Linked DNA regions of Triticum aestivum: region 1 is linked to region 2. Evidence: chromatin contacts called from public Hi-C data. All regions are on one chromosome and are shown on one strand. Each heading gives the region's core, a stretch centred on a gene start, on an enhancer-like site or on the middle of the called end of the contact. The rest is flanking DNA. Distances are from core to core; before and after follow the strand shown. Region 1 has its middle 16 kb from the start of LOC123135094. Region 2 holds the start of LOC123135973 (3-isopropylmalate dehydratase large subunit, chloroplastic).

Region 1 (2,700 bases), core at 56-2,555, 160 kb before region 2:
TATTTGGCTCATTTATACCCGGCCTGGGATATAGAACATTGCCCCCACTCAAACCAGGATATTTGCCCCCACTGGCCCACTTTTGTGTTGTTCTATTAAAGCCCATCTATCCGTGTATGAGAAAGAGGCAGGAACGGAGCAGCCCATCTAACAGAGAAGGACAACGATACGCGCCGGCGCACCGGCCTAATCTTTCGGCCGGTCAGCTGCTAGCCATCCGATTTGGAAGTAGCGAACCGTCAGATCTCGCCTCCTCTTCCTTCCCTTTTCCTGTCCTTTCCCGTCCGCACAAGGAAACTAAACACAAAAAGTGTCATCGATCCATGCCCGCGCGACCTCCATGCCTGCGCGACCTGAAAGCTCCGCTGGTTCCCCAACGCTCGTCGCTCGCCGTCGGCATCGCTGCTCGTCGGTTGCAGCAAAAAAAAAACAAAGCAACGCCAGCTTGAAAGCAAAACACATGGTTCCAGCAAATAATTAATATGGTTCCAGCAAATAATAATGTGTTTGCAGCAAAAATGCTATGATTCCAGCGAAATACATTGATATGGTTCCAGCAAAAAGCACACATGGTTCCAACAAAAAATTGATATAGTTCCAGCAAAAATGAAAAATGGTTCCTCAGAAGAAGAAAAAAGATCAATGCAGCAAACAAAAAAATCATGGCGTCGTCGCTGTAGCTGCCCAGCACCATCCTTGCCAATTGCAACAAGTCAAAATGCTGGTTCCAGCAAAAAATCTATGCAGCAAAAATCATGGCACCTGCGGCCGTGGTCGCCCTACATTGTCCCCTCCTGTTGCAGCAAATCGAGAAAATGGTTCCAGCAAAATTCGAAAGTAGTTCCAGCAAAACTTAAAAAAAGAACAACTTATCACGATGGCCACCGTTGTCGCCGTCCACCACCATCCTCGCCGTTGAAGCAAATCCCGCCGCTGGTTGAAGCAGATCCCCATGCCGGTTCCAGCACCGGGTCCCCAGCGCGTCCCCTCTGCGCATCGTTGTCGGGTCGAGGACACAAACAGCCTCCGCCACAGGCCGGCCGCTCCACGACCTCGCTCGATGGGCACAGCTCGCCGTGGCCGCGGGCGCAGCTCGTCGTGGTGGCGCTTCATGGACGCAGCTCCCCGCTCGCGGCGCGCCTCAAGCACAGTCACCGGCGTTGGGATTGTGGGGATTGAGTGACAGAGAGAAAAGCGGCAGGGGAAGAAACTGGATAGATATTCGCGTGGGGGTGAGGATAAGGTTTCACGAGCGGTAATCAAGCAGCCACGTGGGTCCACGTGCGTGTGCGCTGTGCGACGAGGACGAACCGGTCCAATTTCGGCCGGTGCGCCGAACTGAACCGTTTCCCAACAGAGAATACAACACACACATGCATACGAGCAGGCTGAATCTGCTACAAACGTGCGCGTTCGTCCTGACTAACCTACTTCTCGCGCGACCACCGAGCCGAAGCCGCCGCCGCTTGGCAGCTGCGCGCCTACACGGCACCGGCCGCCCCTCCGACGATCAGTTATTCAGCCTCGACCTATACAGTGCATGCCGGCCGGCCGCGTCGCCGTCCCGAAGGGAAAAAAGAAGCGCGCGACCAGTGGCGGAGCCAGGAAATTCGGATAAGGAGGGCCAAGTATTGTTAAGTCTTGTTAGAGAGGGCCAATTCATGAAAATACATCACTTTAGCAGCAAAAATATCAAAGTTTACACTAATACTAGACTCAAATCAGTAGTGTTAGGGGGGGCCAGGGCCCCTGCTGGTCCCCCCTGTCTCCGCCACTGCGCGCGACTCATGAAGCCCTAGGTTCAGTTCTGATCTATTGCTTTCTAATTTTCCTATTATTAGTCTATCCTGGTTGCATGTTTAAAAGGTAAAAACAGGTTGTTAGGTTGATTGAACCTAGCTTCATGTAACAATTTCGTATGAATTAAGTTTAAGCATGTGGCTGTTGTAGTAGAATAAAATCTATATGTGCCTTCATGTACGTCAATCTATTTATTGTTTAACTATTTGACAATGACAGGAAAGCTAATGGAGAGATTTTTTGCAAAATCCGGTATGCTTGAAATAGTCCATCTAAACAAGCTTACTCGGTAATGTGCTAAAGCTTATATTTTTATCTGTCAATGCTTACATTCTTTCTGTATTTAAAAATGATTTTTTTTTCTTGCTGGAGCTTGAAGGCTAGAAATCGCTTTAAAGGAACGACATATTCATATTTCGCGAGTTTTTCTGTCTTAAGTGGTTAGTTTACTTTTATTTTGGCAATGAACTTGTCATAGTTACGTGTGTGATGATATTATCTTATAAGAAAGTATACGATTTTGCTTCTTACACATTATATGTATGCTTGTGAGGTTGGTTTTTTAAATGATCTACCTATTAGTTCGTATACATGTTTCTGAAAAAAAATTGTATACCTCTTTGCCCCCTCTCGGTTTTTATCCTCGCTTCGCCCCTGTTTGTACCCACATACCCTCGGTCTCAGTAGATATTCTGTATAGCCATTTGCTAAGCAGACATCTATTTGTGACCTCTAAATTCTTGATCCCTATCCCATCCTGGTCTTTTGGTCTACGAATAATATCCCATCTAGCCAATATGTACTTCTTCTTGGCCTCGTCACTTTGCCAAAAGAATCAAGATCTATAAAAGTCCGGTCTTTTCTGTACCCCTACCGGTACCTCAAAAAAGGATAGGAGGA
Region 2 (2,838 bases), core at 307-2,806:
AAAACCCATATTTTATCACACTAAAAATAGACAGAGTGTGAGAAGCATACAGGATGCAAAAATGGAAAAGAGATCGATAACTGCTGTTTGAACGGTGCTATTTGGATCCTGCACCTAATATCTCTGCATTGGATGGAGTATTTTTGGATGGTCCAACATATAATATATAAACAAAAAGCAACTTATAGTTACTTCTATCAAATGCACATCTTAAGTTTCCATATTTGCGCGATAAACATACGGAGTATAATACAGTATGATATAATAATGTACAGAATGTGACAAACAAATGAAGAAACCCTGACACATAACTGAGATACAGAACCAAAGATTGCTCAGACTGAGAAAGATATGTCCCATCTGTTTTCATGGTAAGACTATTTTTCAAATTCTATCCGGAAGTAATTTAACATGCTTGCATACCTTGAGAAGAGCCTTTCCCGTTCCCATCACAAAACCTGCATCAGTGTTCCCGATTCCAGTTGCAAACTGACCAAAGGCTCCAGCATTGCAGGTATGAGAATCAGTACCAAGGAGAACCTACACATGAACATGAACCAGGTTAAGCATGTACAGCAAAATCACAAGCTTCCAGTACTTGGTGTAGTCAGTAAAAATACCTCGCCTGGTCGGCAGTGACCTTCTTGGGCGAGCGCAATGTGGCAAACACCTTTGTAGTCCGGATTTGCCTATAACCCAATAGTTTAAAGCCTTTTTAAGCACATAAATCATCTTGCTTTTACTTGCATGAACCTCAATCAGGAAGCTGTAAATGGAACGAATCAGCAAGACATATACTCTGAAGTCGCTGAGGTCCTTGATGTCGTAAAAGTACTTAATCTTCTGCTCCTCGCAGAAGTCCCTGAGGATGTCGACATTCCGGTTGGCCCGCTCGTCGCTGGTGAAGATGTAGTGGTCGGGGATGATGACGACCTTCTCGCGGTCCCACACCTTGGCGTCCTCCCCGAACTCCTGCTTGAAGATCCCGATGGTGCCGGGCCCGCAGACGTCGTGCGTCATGAGCACGTCCACGTCCACCCACACGTTCTCCCCGGGCTCGAGGCTCGCGCGCTCCGACGCCCGCGCCAGGATCTTCTCCGTCGTCGTCATAGGGCTCTTCACCGAGCCGGTGGACGCGGGGGAGCGCGGCGCGCGGGTCGGCGTCGCAACCGCGCGAACGCGCCCGGCCCGCGCGCGCCGGCTCCTCGCGAGCTGCTGCGGCGGCACCGCCGCGGCGAGCTCCTTCTGCGGCGGGGAGAGCAAGGGGGCGGAGGGGTCAGCTGGGTGAGAAGCTGGAGGGGGGCGAGGAGAGGAGGAAGGAGGGGAGGGGAGAGGAAGGAAACCTTGTGCGCGAAGGCGGCGGAGGTGGCCTTGGCGGCGGCGGAGATGGAGGCCATGGCGGCGCGCGCGGTCGAACACCTTGAGGTCAATAGAGGGGGATTGGGGGGTAGTGCGGCCGTGGCGAGCACGAGTCGGGCGTGTGGGCGAAGGGGGGTCACAGGCGGAAGGTAATATAAGGGTGTGTGAGGTTACGTGTTCGATTTTGGCCGTCCGATTGAGGTTGGACGGTGGCGCGTGGGTTTGAGCTTTGAGGTGTCTGTAGCACAACGGGGATTGCATTCTACTACCTGTCGAGTGTCCGCAAGAACCCAAGAAGAGAAATTCAACGGATGATGGCTCAAACACAATTTTTAAAGGCATTAGAAAGTTGACCCTTTTTTGGTTATTTTTAATTGGAAATCTAACCACCTCACGCCAAATTGCTTCATTCCAAGTCCTTTGAGAAATGCACCGAGAACAGAAATACAAGCGACGAGCGTGCTCGGTGTGATGCTTAAAACACAGAATGGTGGCAGCTAGGATGCAAAGCGATGTCCCGCCAGGGGCGGCGGCGTGGCATCGCGGAAATGGGAGTGGTCAATTTGAGCGAGAACTCGGTTGATGCGTGTGTGAGGTAATGTTCGTGTTTTCAGTCGTTCGAGTGAGATCAGGTGGTGATGGATGACCTTTAGTGGTGTAGGTTTTGCCTACTACATGTAGCTATTGCGTTTTTATTGGTGGCGTAATTGTGCATATGCAGGTTTTGTCTTTTTCTTTGGAGAGAATTTGAATAAATATAGCTATGGTTGTATAAGTTTTTTATATGGGCTACGATTAGTAAGTATTAAGGGTGATAACTCTGAGCAGTTTTTTAGGGTAAATTATAGGCACACGCCCTTTTCTTCATGATGTTTTCACAAGGATGGGGCGTACTCTGCTTCCTCAGCTTACAAGGCACAGTTTAACTACGTCGGCAATGGTCCTATCGGTAAGGAAGGTGTGGGCTCCTCCGCCGTGCAAATTTTTCACCTGGCTTGTTTTTCAAGATAGAATCTGGACATCGGATAGCCTTACTCGACGTGGGTGGCCCAACTGCGGGCTATGCCCTCTTTGCAAGCAAAGGCCACAGACAACAGCCCACTTACTTTTCCAATGTCATTTCACCCTTCGTGTGTGGAACGATATTCTTCACTGGCTTGGCATGGATCACATTCATACTACTACTTGGTCAGCGAGGGGCTCGGTGTGGGAATGGTGGAAAGGAAACGTATATCTTCGCTCCGAATCCCGCAAGGCGCTTGCCTCACTCATGACACTAATCCCCTGGGAAATTTGAACGGAGCGCAATGCTAGAGTTTTCCGCAACACGGCCGCACCTACAACGGTCGTCATTAGTAAGACAAAAGAGGAGTTGTCACTTTGGACGTTGGCGGGTGCCAAGCATTTGGATATTGTAATGCCGCGTAGATTCTATTTCTAACCACTTCGTGGCCTGTCTAAACCTCCTTTTAATCAATG

What was found. A called contact is a pair of places that touch in the nucleus more often than the background predicts.
Region 1: a Hi-C map of leaf shows a contact between it and region 2, with 2.5 times the contacts expected there. The contact joins the enhancer-like site here to the promoter of LOC123135973 in region 2. A contact is called at or near these places in 2 of 5 Hi-C or Micro-C datasets (both in leaf).

The regions. Positions count from the first base shown.
Region 1 is chr6B:94,127,021-94,129,720 of IWGSC CS RefSeq v2.1, reverse strand. No RefSeq gene overlaps it. Among protein-coding and RNA genes, the nearest start is that of LOC123135094, 16 kb to the right of the region's middle. Within about 2 kb of position 1,305, at least 5 of the 8 cell types and tissues checked have an H3K27ac peak or open chromatin away from gene starts, as enhancers often do. A contact at or near this core is called in leaf, where this site is marked.
Region 2 is chr6B:93,964,937-93,967,774 of IWGSC CS RefSeq v2.1, reverse strand. It overlaps LOC123135973 (3-isopropylmalate dehydratase large subunit, chloroplastic), which reads right to left and starts at 1,556. Exons shown (of 13, transcript XM_044555247.1): 1 at 1,344-1,556; 2 at 799-1,245; 3 at 621-689; 4 at 424-540. The coding sequence starts at 1,397.